Regions from separate parts of the Sus scrofa genome. Here region 1 is linked to region 2. A link is a contact called in public HiChIP or PLAC-seq data. All regions are on one chromosome and are shown on one strand. The core of a region is the stretch at or near the end of the contact, and the rest is flanking DNA. Distances in the headings are between cores, read along the strand shown.

The links. HiChIP or PLAC-seq counts read pairs in DNA pulled down with a chosen protein or histone mark.
Region 1: an H3K27ac HiChIP or PLAC-seq map of skeletal muscle shows a contact between it and region 2. The contact joins the promoter of LSMEM1 here to the promoter of PPP1R3A in region 2. A contact is called at or near these places in 2 of 47 Hi-C or Micro-C datasets (both in skeletal muscle) and 1 of 2 datasets of contacts at active chromatin or transcription factors (skeletal muscle).

What each region holds. Positions count from the first base shown.
Region 1 is chr18:33,188,135-33,194,151 of Sscrofa11.1, reverse strand. It overlaps LSMEM1 (leucine-rich single-pass membrane protein 1), which reads left to right and starts at 3,242. Exons shown (of 3, transcript XM_003134769.5): 1 at 3,242-3,509; 2 at 5,851-5,979. The coding sequence starts at 3,383. It overlaps LOC106506809 (a long non-coding RNA gene), which reads right to left and starts at 2,238. Exons shown (of 3, transcript XR_002340212.1): 1 at 959-2,238; 2 at 1-808.
Region 2 is chr18:31,995,347-32,001,328 of Sscrofa11.1, reverse strand. PPP1R3A (protein phosphatase 1 regulatory subunit 3A) reads right to left here and starts at 3,662. Exons shown (of 4, transcript XM_003360157.4): 1 at 2,813-3,662. The coding sequence starts at 3,603.

The DNA.
Region 1 (6,017 bases), core at 1,993-4,492, 1.2 Mb before region 2:
TTCTGTCCTGATAACTCTCTGGTTGGTCTGGAGTCCTGGGCAGGTTAGTTGTCAGAGTGGCAGCTCCACCTGCTACCCGGTATTTATGTATGTGAGCTCATCATGGCAGAAGTGGGGAAAAGTGTCCGTTTACAAATCACATCAGCCAAATAAGGACATCAATCTCAATCTAGTAAGAATCTCATCAGTTACCAGTTGAATCAAGGCACGGTGGGTTTTTTTTTTTTTTTTTTTTTTTTTTTTCCCGTTTCTTTTTAAAGCATAGTTTCAGTAACATATTTACTAAAAACCTTAGGCATTATGGAAAAGTTACTATTTGGAATCTTATACTACTTGGCTAAGTTAACACTAAATATAGACCAACAGTTTCATGCTGGGGTTTATGGGCCTTATAGGAGCACCTGTGTGCTGAAGGAAGGCAAAGAACTATAGAATTTGTAAAAAGTTTTATTATAGCTGTTTCTGAATAATTTTTTCCTGGTAACCTAGCAGTTAAAGCTCACATTTTTGTAAGTAATTTGCATGTTATTGCCCTACTGAGACGGAATTATGATTCTTGAGGCTGGGGTGTTTTTCTGTCACATATGCTCTGTGCTTTTAACTTTAGATAGAAATGATTTAGACTTGATTTTAAAAATTACTTCCTGAATGTGAAGAGGCACTGACTGAAATGGAATTAAAGAACAAATTACCATGACTCACTCAATAAAGCTTCCTATTAGCTTTGAATTAAGCCCTATTATAACGATTCTGATTCTGTGGCAAGCAAGACTGGTGTAAGTTATTTCTGTAGTTTGATACCAAGCACCTAAGGGGGGAAAAAAAAAGAGAGCAAAGTGAATTTTCATAGATAACTATACTGGTCAGAATATTCATTTGTTGGCAGTCAAAAATTCATAAATGACAAAAGGAATCAGCTGTTAGCACTGATCTAACAGAAGAAAATGCAATTACTTACGTTTTTCAGCTCAAGGTATTAGAAAGGGTTCCCGGAAAAGGATGCTGCCTTGGTCCATCTTAATGAGCAAATCTGTACACAGCAGTGGAGAAGGAGAGTCAAGTTAGTGCGAGCAGAATTCAGTAACACCGGCTTCTCCAACACGGCTGGTTGTTCCCAGATGCCCTCATATGGAGATGCCAAAGATAGCAACAACTGGGCATCAAACAGCTGTGGGTCCAGGGTTCCAGGGCCATGTGATCTTGAATCCATTTGCTCACAGGGTCATTTGCAGGATCTTAGTGGCCATGAACCACACTCAGCTCATTTTTCTCTGCTGGCTCTTTTCCATTTGCCTGCTGCACTTAATTTCAAATGCATTTTGAAATAGCATCTATTTATGTTGTGACTTTACCCAAATGAAGAAATTTCCTTTTGGAGCTCACTCTAAGTTGTTATCTTAGCGCTCTTGAATTCGATGCTGCATTGAATCGCCTTTTGAGTTTGCGGCAAGGCCAGTGGTAACCTGGAGATTTTATTAGTTTTTTTGTGGCTGTAATTTTCTAGCTAGCCGTCCACTTTGTAAACCATGGTTAAGCCTCCGTATGAAATTTAAGCAAGAGTAATTGCATTCCTGCAGGGGAAGGCAAGGCTCAAGGATGTCAAGTGAGAGATGCCAAAATGAACCATGTGTCAGCCACCAAGCCTAAAATAGAAGCCGTGTTTGGAACGATGATCCTCTGATGTGACACAACCGTTATGCCTCATCAAATGTTAGTGTTTGCGATGATAAAGTGTAAAGAGAAGACAAAATAGAAAACATTTCTCGAAGGATAGTTTAGAAATCTGTGACCATACATCAGTCAACACTTTGGGTTTTATCTGTAAGAGAATTTGATGGGTTTCTAAGGCCCCTCTGCTCTTCTTTTTATTTTAATCACTTAAAGTCAGTCCCTTAGGAATGCTCCCTGAAGTATATTTGGAATTAGGTAATATCAATGTCTGAAGTGCTTCAGTAGTATCTCATCAAAAATACTCAGGGGGTGATGTGTTCTTGTTAATTAAAATTTCTGAAGAACTGAAACACCCTTTAAAATTTTTTTTTTAACTTTGAAAAAAATTAACTAGTTCATTACTTTTTGAACTCACATTTTCTTAGGGTTCTGGAAGCATATTTTTTACACATGCTAGTAGGTTTTAGGTTTTACTGGGAAATTGCTGAGTTTCAAGATTTTATTTGTTTGTTTGTTTATTTATTGTCTTTTTAGGGCTGCACCCATGGCATATGGAAGTTCCCAGGCTAGGGGCTGAATGGGAACTGTAGCTGTCAGTCTACACCACAGCCACAGCAACTCGGGATCCCAGTCCTGATTTCGACCTATACCACAGCTCACTGCAACACTGGATCCTTAACCCACTGAACAAGACCCGGAATCGAACCTGCGTCCTCATGGATGCTAGTCAGATTCGTTAACTGCTTAGCCACAATGGGAACTCCTGAGTTTTAATATTTTAGAGTGCAGTTTAGTCTGTTTAGTAAATGGCTGATTTTTTTTTTTTCAGATCTTCTATAGGTGTTCTTATTTTTTTATTTCTGTATTTGGTTTCTCCTAACTCTGGTCATATTTCTGTTTATTCTGTAGCTGTGTATTAAAGGAAATTTTAAAAATGTTAAAGGAAGTAAATAAATAGTGTGTTGTCACATTAAAGGCAGGTATGAAGTTTATTACATTGCTTTTACTAAGATCTAGATATCACATGAGGCTCTTTACCTCAATTTTATTTGTCAGTGTACTATTAACTGCCTCCAATTCTTTTGGAAATAGGAAGATTTAAACCCTAAATAAAATATTTTATGTGTTCCACCTTAACATAAGTCACTGGCTTCTAGACCTTTATACTGCACAAAAGTACAGTTTTGTATTAAAGCCTCATCAGTTAGAACGGTTCTCAGTAATATTTTCTCCCCTCAGCATCTTTATGGCCACAGGCTGCCTCACTTAATTTTGTCTTTCTGGGTGTTTATGCATAGTCGTCTTGCACACAAGATTTGAGGCATCTCACTAGCGTATGAACAATGTGATAAAAGAGAAATATTGAAAAGTCAATTACAAAATTAAAAAAGAGACCCAAGGGAAATATAGGCAGAAGTGAGAAATCTGAAGAGGAAAGCACATATGCATGTAAGCAGAGTATTAAAGCATTAAAATGGGGCCCACGGCAGACGCTGAGCTTCCTGGCAAGCAAAGCAAAAACAAGAGTTGCCCCCACAAGGGAGTATTTTCTTTTGGACAAGCAAAGCTTTTCTGGCCCTTCATTGGGAAGTAATTCGTGTGGGTGGTTCTTCAAGTGCCTGCCCAGCTTCCTGTGGGCTGTGATCCTGGCCAAGTCCAGCTCCCCAGCCCAGCGTCCTGCGTTTAAGGTCCGCGTTTTCTTCCGGGGACAATGAATCGTTCTTCCCAGGACACCGGCTCTCGCGGCCTTCCTGAAGAAAGAAAGCTTTACGTTGTGGATTCCATAAATGACCTAAACAGACTAAACCTCTGTCCTGCCGGATCGCAGCATCTGTTCCGTACGTGAGCCCTCCCAGGCTTGGCGGCCCGTCCTGGCTTCTAGGCCACCTAAAAATAGCCACCGTCCAGCCAGACCTGTGGGCGTGGTGGGGGCTGGGTGGGCATTAGGACGGCTCCGCGTTAGAAATGCTGTTTCGTATTAGGCAATTTGTGCTTTTGTTTTCTGAATGCTTGCCAGGCTTATGGGCTTTCTTGGCTCTTGGCAAGATTTGAACTCTTGTCTGCAAAAGTCCCGAAAAGTCCCTGTGGCCTTTCTCCCCCTGGAAAGGGGTGGAGGCTCCCGAGATGGGCCCCCAGAGGCTCACTCATCCTCCTGGCTGCTTTCGTGCCTTCTAGTGACCACAGGCAGGTCACCTGTGGTGCCCGCTTTCCTAGAGAGGTCTTACTCGGAGCGGATTGCTGAGAAAATGTTCCACGCGTTTACCTAGTTTTTGAAAAAATCATTAGTTTTTTGGGCAAAAGAGTCAACTTTTTTTTTTTTTTTTAATTCGAAGATTGCCCCAATTAAAGTATTAGAAAAAAGAGGGGGAGACTAAAATGAAAATCTGTTAAGTACCAAATAACTTAATGTGGGAGTTCCCTTGTGGCTTAGTGTTTAAAGATTTAGCATTGTCACTGCTGTGGCTCAAGTTTGATCTCTGGAATGCTTGCATGCTGTGGGCGTGCTCCCGCCCCCCCAAAACCCAACAAACTATAAATGTATGTCTTGTCCCTTAAGTATTACAAATGAGTTCTAAGATTATTAGAACCCCATCTTTTCTAGCTTCAGTGCTGACTTTCCAGCACAGGTGATAAATGCCCCCTTGGTTTGTTTCGCGTACACTCTTAAACTCTTACTCTCTCAATTTATATCTATTATTCCCCTTCTAAATAATTTTTTTTTTTGGTCTTTTTGTCTTTTCTAGGGCTGCACCAGAGGTATATGGAGGTTCCCAGGCTTGGGGTCCAATCAGAATTATAGCTGCCGGCCTATGCCACAGCCACAGCAACTCGGGATCCGAGCCGCGTCTGGGACCTACACTGGATCTTTAACCCACTAAGCGAGGCTGGGGATCAAACCTGCAACCTCATGGTTCCTAGTTGGATTCGTTAACCACTGAGCCACGATGGGAACTCCCTAAATCTTTTTTGAATTCTTGTTTTTCTCTTCATTTTGATTTGTTCAGACTTTCGCTTGTTTTCACTGCAGTCGGTCTCAATAAGCATAGGGGTTTGGGTGCTGGCCTGTGCCAAGGCTTTGATTAGGAAGCAAAGGCTGTGGAGGCTGTGACATAAGATGCCCCTGAAAAGTGTGGGACCTACACCACCCATCTGTCCATAATCAAGTAGCAGAGGCTGTGGGCTGATATAAAGTAGGAGAGAATATGGAAGGTAATCCAGTTTCTGTATCTCTTTTTCAATTTAATTTGGGTATTATTAGGCAAATAGGTCTTACAAAATGGTGACCAAGTGCAGACAATTCATGGTTTGGGTGAACCGAACTGGTTTATACGCTTGGTTGCCTTCTCAGTTCAGCTGCACAACATTTAAGAAAACCTTGCTTTCCGAGCGTGTCCATCCTGAAAACAGTTTTAAGAAACCAAAGTATATCAGGGTATTTTGTTATTGTTATTTAAATGAATGTAGGCATTACAGGTTATTTTATTTCTTTTCTTTCCTTGGCTGCTGCATCTGCCGCATATGGAAGTTCCCACGCGAGGAGTCACATTGGAGCCGCAGTTGCTGGCCTACATCACAGCCACGGTCACGGCAGTGCTGGATCCATGACCCACTGAGCAAGGCCAGGGATCGAACCCACATCCTCATGGACACTCTGTCGGGTTCTTAACCTGCCAAGCCACAACAGCAACTCCCCATAATAGGTTATTTTTTTTAATAGGAAACAAAGTTTTCTGGGAGATATCTCAGCGCCTTCAGCATGTCACCTGGAGTAAGTGGCCCACAGCCAGCTTTGTGTAACTCCTGGATCATTTTGGGAAAAGGGCAATAGCGCCTCCATCACCTTGACCTTTCTTTATCCCCCTCACCCACCTTCCAAAAGAACAATCCATGTCCTGCTACGTCAGTTGTTAACATGATCTGCAAAGAATTTTCCCAGTAGGGGTTAAGGAGACAACTGGACTCGGCTTGTTCTTTGAATACTAATAGAGAAGAGCATGAAAAATTCTCAAAGACCACCCGGCCCAAAGACATTCCTAAAACAAGTCTCTTTCTAGAGTGATCAGAGGGCAAAATGGACATATCTCTCACGCATGCCTCTAATGCTGGGGACTGTTCAGTTCCCTGTGAAGCTGTCTGCTGAGGAGTTTTTGTCTTTGTTGCTGTTTGTTTTTGCCTTAGCTCTGGAGGAGAAAATCCCAGCCGACAGCAGTAACTCAGGAAATGGAAGCCACGGGCTGTTTTTGGTGGGGCTGATAATTGTGCTGATTGTCAGCCTGGCGCTGGTTTCCTTCGTGATATTCCTAATAGGTAAGTCCCTTGGAGATGTTTCTCATCACGGCCGTGCC
Region 2 (5,982 bases), core at 2,413-4,912:
AACAGAAATCCTACATCGCTAAATATGTTCCCACAGTTCTTTCTGTACTTATTAAAAGGGATTATTGACACTTTTAGAAAATAAAATCTCTAGGACTCTGATAGCAAATTAACTTTGATATTAAGAGGAATTCAAGTTAATTGTTACTCTCTATATCAGGACTTATATTCAGTTTAACTCTGATATATTACACACTGCTATTAATCTGCTTGCATGTATGACGTAAAAATTCACATACATTTCTCTTGTGCATTTATCACCTCAAAGATGTGACCTCCAAATTAAGTTAAAGTGTGGAAATGCTCAAAACAGACCAAGTTAGTTTCCGTAACCTTTGAAGCGAGGGAGATATTTTAGAAGCTATGCATTTTTTGATCAAATAAGTATTAGTTCATTTTTGCTTTAACCAAGTACACATTTCATAAAAGAACACTCATAAGGTTAGCTATTTTTCCCTAACCAACTTCTTCACAATGAAATCCAACTGCAATATTCATTTAGAAATTTGATAATGCTCTCTTGTGTGAGTTTTAGGAATATTTGAAACCCCATTGCATATAAATTATATCACGGAAAAGCTATATAAATATTCTATTATAGCACATGCTGTTCTAAGGATCTGTCAGGATTTCCTTTATACACTCCATTTTGAGTGGTATATAAATCAGATGTAAAAATTCATGTTGGACTGAGACTCAGCACAAAAGGCCTCCTCCAGAGGCAAATGCTTTTTTTTTCAAAATGTGGTTTGAATTATGTTGGTCATTTTTAAGTTATAGAAGTGCAGAAAATATATTTGTGGTTTTGAAGGAGAGAGATTTTTTCCATTTTTATAACTCATTAGGAAACTTTACAGGCCTTTGGACCATTTTGTGGTTTAGTTCTTCTCAAGTTTTTCCCCAACGCAATATTAAAACTTGAATGGTGTCCGCTATGAATCCAGTGATTACGGTTCTGAATACAAATGTGTGTGTGTACAGATACATATATCCAATTATACATATCTTAGGCTAGGAGAAGTTTCAATAGTATCATGACTGAGCTAGATTAGGCCTAGCTGTCATCCATTTTTGTCCTTGGTATCACATCATTTAGTCTATCAAAAGAATCCTCTATCTTTACCATAGTTCAACATGTAATGCTTATAATTTTAAAGCTGCATTTCTAACTTGCAGAAAAATCAAGAGTTAAACACTGCTTCTTTTACGAGGTCTTTGGCAGTAAGGCTGTGCCTTTTCTAGGTTTTGCTTTTCTCTAATATGTAGGGCAAGTTGCAGCATATTTATTAGATATTCAATGGTAATTAACCTATTTGTAGGCATTTAATATGTAAAGCATTTAATAAACATTTAGTATGTTTATGTATATAAATCAGTTTATGACATAGTACTGAACTTATTTTGTCTACATAATAACATGTTGCTAAGTAACTTCATAAACATGTAAACTATTACTTTAGCACATAGAGAATATGATTATATTATCTTAGTAGCAGCAGTTAAAACCTGAGAAAGTTTTGTTCGGACTTAGTTAGAATAACTCACAAAATCAGATAAACCAATCTTTCAAATTATTTTAAAGGATAATGACAGCAGAACTAGTTTATGTGATTGAATTGCTTCTCCTACATTATATTTAGTTCATTAATGCATTAGAATAACACATTTAGTGGTTCTTATGTATCGCCTTATAATAGATCAACATAATAAGCCTAGGAGGTTAAACATTTCCCAGTCTAATTCTTTATGTTTTATTTAATTCCACTTAGAATCTCTGAGTCTTGACTCCTAATACAGTTCCCTTTTCATCATATTTCACTATTTGTGGTGCAGTTACTGGAATCTTTGCATCTAGTGACAGTTGGAATGGACCACTCAGAAGATAAATCAAGTATTTGCCTGCACCTGGTGGAGCAATGGGAATTTTTCCTTTGGGACACTCTGAGGAGCAGGAGAGCCCCATCTCCTCCTGGATGTTTTATCCACTAACCTACTGTCATGGAAATTGGTCAACACTATAATAGAGATAACTGAATACCCAGTTTTCTTTGTTTTTCGTATTAACAGGAGAGCAAGGTTACTAATGAGAGGTCATATCCCAAATCTCTAATCTATGAAGCTAATATCCTTATTTCTATTTGGGTCATTTTAAAAAAATTCTGCTCCATTTACTTTTACTAAATCATGCTACTTCTGTTTTCCATAATGTTATATTTGGTTACAATTATAAATTTTTATGTGTAATTCATGTATTACCGCTCTTATACTTTTTTCTCTTAGCTTATTAAAGTCATAGCTCTTATGATTTAACTTAACATGTATCACTCCGAACACCTCTCTGTGTGACTCAGTCATTAAAAGGTTCGTTACAACTTTCGGGGGAAGTCTATGAATTTCTGAGTACTAGGTACATATTGAAACAGTTTTATGTTAATTAGAGATATTCTGAAGTACAGCAAAAATATTTTAAAAACACTAAAAATAAATGTACTTTAAATGACAAACAGTTTTACATGTTACAAATCTAGATTTCATGGTTTGGATTTAAGCAATTTATAGCTCATTATGTAGGCAACATATAATTGTATCCCTCCCCCCGCCATCTGTTACCTTATACCCATATTTTTCTTACATTTGGAGAAGAGATAATACAGTACTATTATCTGAATAGCACTGAACTTGTTAAAGCCTAGCACTATTGTTTTATACATAACATGTATATTTTAAACAGAATGGCTACTTCTTACAACCAGTGAAATAGTGGCATTAAAAAATTAAGATAAAAAATTAAGGAATGTAAGATATATTCTCACCTTGATTTTACCTTTAAGCAGCCTTTTATATGTCTATTAGGAACATCTTCCTGTGGTTTTACAGGCTCCATCTCTTGTTCTTTCTTTTGACAAACCAATATATAATTTGTGCCATTATTATTTGACCAAAATGTACCAACCGAAGTTTCATAACGTATACAAAACTCAACTTTACTGCCGTCTTTTTGATAAGGAGGAACCAGTGAAATCTTAAAGGAGAACTGGTCAGTGTCACCATCACATGAATTCGGGACATATTCTGCTAATATGTCATAATATGTCTGCCAGTCATCTAAAGACATTCTCACATATACTAACTTCTCAAAAGAAATATTCAAAACTCGAATAATACCCTTCATACTTGTAGATCCAGGAGGATACTCAGCTGACTCCAATATTGCCTTCTGTACTTGAAGTTGTTGCATAAGATCTTCTTTTGAAGAAGGCAAGTCAAACAGTGGAGTTAAAACATATTCTTCTGTGTGGAAAATGTCCTTTGTTAAATCAAAATCAGTTGAACTACTTGGTAATTCCCAGGAATCAAATTCTTTAACAGACACAAGATTGAATCCAAAGGTGTCGGCAAATGAAACTCTTCTCGCACCTGAAGGTGGTGGAGTATCCAGGTAAATGTCTTCAGACGAATCAGAGCCTCGTCTGCTAGGTTGAGGGGAGAAACCAGGTCTGAAGTTAGCTTTAATCTCTTCATCTTCAGAAAGAGAATCAGATAAATTAGGAACTTCTAAAAAGTTATCTTTGCTGATATGACTAGGTTCTTCAGAAGGCTCCATTGGGCTCTCTGATATCAAATAAGAGAGAACTGTACAACTAGTAGAGACTGATATTTGAGACACTGAGGCTTAAAATAAGTATAAGGTTACAGTTGACATTGCAAAAAGAAGTCAGCTCTATAAATAGGTCCGATGGCTTGTAAACTATGCTCCCTTGCCTCCAAAGGCCTTTAATATGATAGCATCCATGTTACTCTCACTGGCATGTTTCAGATTTAACTCTCAATTTTTAATGTTGCACATGTTTATGTGTTCCAAAGAAACATTTTAAATCATTTTCTGCTGTGTTTGAAAATCTGAAACTATAGAATAAAAATGTTATTTTAACCATTTAAATAATTTAAATAACCAGTATTTAACCATTAAAAGTGAAAACGTGATGGAGTTCCCTGCCAGCCTAGCAGTTAAGGATTCAGCATTGTCACCGCCGTGGCTCGGGTTCAAAACCTGGCCTGGGAACTTCTGTATGCCATTGGCACAGCCAAAAAAGAAAAAAAGAAAAAGAAAAGAAAAGTAGCATCACAATACTAAATATGTAGTTTCAGCTAAATCAATCTACTGGACCAGGCAAAGGAAGGCAGACAGTAGAGAATAAGAACATTTATAGAATGGGAAAAAATCTAGTGTCTAAACTAATGTTAGCTACCATTTATCATGGACTTATAACCTCTAAAGGGTTAAACAGAGGTGCTAGGAGTTCTTAGGAAAGAAACATGATTTAGATGGAGAAGGTATTACTTGAAATAAACCATGAAGGGTAAACAGGATATAGACATGCAGGGTTGGAGTGAGGTGGATTTTCCAGATAGAAGAAATAGCCTAAACCAAGACCTAAAATGAACAATTAGTCAAATCTGTCATTTTAAATATTAATAAGTTTCTTTTTAATTAAGCTATGGAAAAATACAGACAAGTAATGTGTTATTGACTTGAAAATGTAAGTGGGCAATGATAAGTCTGGTCCAGGGGTAAAATATGTATGTAGAATAAAATGTTCATCTTTGGCAAATTGCCATTTTACGCACACAAAGCAGACATTAATACCATGGCCTTTTGGAGTTCTGTGTTTTAAAGTGTGAGCAGCCTGTTTAGACTCTCATATTTTCTTATATTGCTGTAAAACCCACTTTGGGAATGGCAGTTGGGAAAAACCTATAAAAAATTTAAACATACGTGTGCTTTGACCCAGAAATGCTCTAGCTACAAATTTACCCCGTCAGTAAGGGATAGGTATGCGAAGATAAATATAGATATATGTTCATAAGAGGATTGCTTATTTTGAAAACTCTAAAAACTATCTAAATATCTATTAGCAGGGAAATGGACAAATATATAATAGAATGTTTTATCATATTAAAAAGGATAAAGTATCACTTTATATGCTGATAGGGAAAGACAGCCAAACTAACTGGCTAAGTGAAGAAAAGGAAGTATGCACAGATATGTGCATAGAAAATTCCTGGAAAGGTACAAAAGGAACTGTTAGTGGTGGTTATCTCTAACCACAGAGGTTGAAGATTATAAGGGAAAAAGACTCACTCATTTCACTTTATGGTCTCTGTACTGTTTGAAATATTAGCCATGAGCAAGGTTTTCTTTCAATATATCTTCAACAAAAATTAATTGTGAGAAGTGATTGTTTTTTAAAAAAAGAAAACTCAGTAACATAATTTCTTTAAAACTACAGATTTATAAATATATTATAACTTACTGAATAATTTTAATTGCATAAAATAGTGTATCAAGAAATTATTTTTCAAAACTAAAAATAAGCAGTGTCTCAGATAAAGAAATGAAATTATTTAGGCCTTACCACATAGAATGGATGATGACCACGTGGATTGTTCAAGAATGGAAAATAGCTGTGGACATAACTCTCCTTTGTGAACATAATGACCACGAGCCAAGAATAGTCATATTCCAAGGTACCTAAAATATATTACTAGGTATTTAGGAAAAAGTCATAACAAAAATATTTCATAAAATTTGTAAACAATCCATACGGTCACATAAATTATAGAATAATGAAAATTTGTAGATATAATAATGCATTAATGTAGTTTAACTATCCGGAGCTTGCTTATAAGCAGAGACATGGAGACAAAGATTCTTGGGTTTGGTCCCGTCGTGGCACAGTGTTTAGTGAATCCGACTAGGAAGCATGAGCTTTCGGGTTAGATCCCTGGCCTCGCTCAGTGGGTTAAGATCCGACGTTGCCATGAGCTGTGGTGTAGGTCACAGATGTGCCTCAGATCTGGCATTGCTGTGGCTCTGGTGTAGGCCGGTGGCTTCTGACACTTACTATCTTACTATCAGAATGTTGCTCGAATTTTCTTACCCTGTTTTCCTGATGGTTAAAATGCAGTGTTAACAATTAAA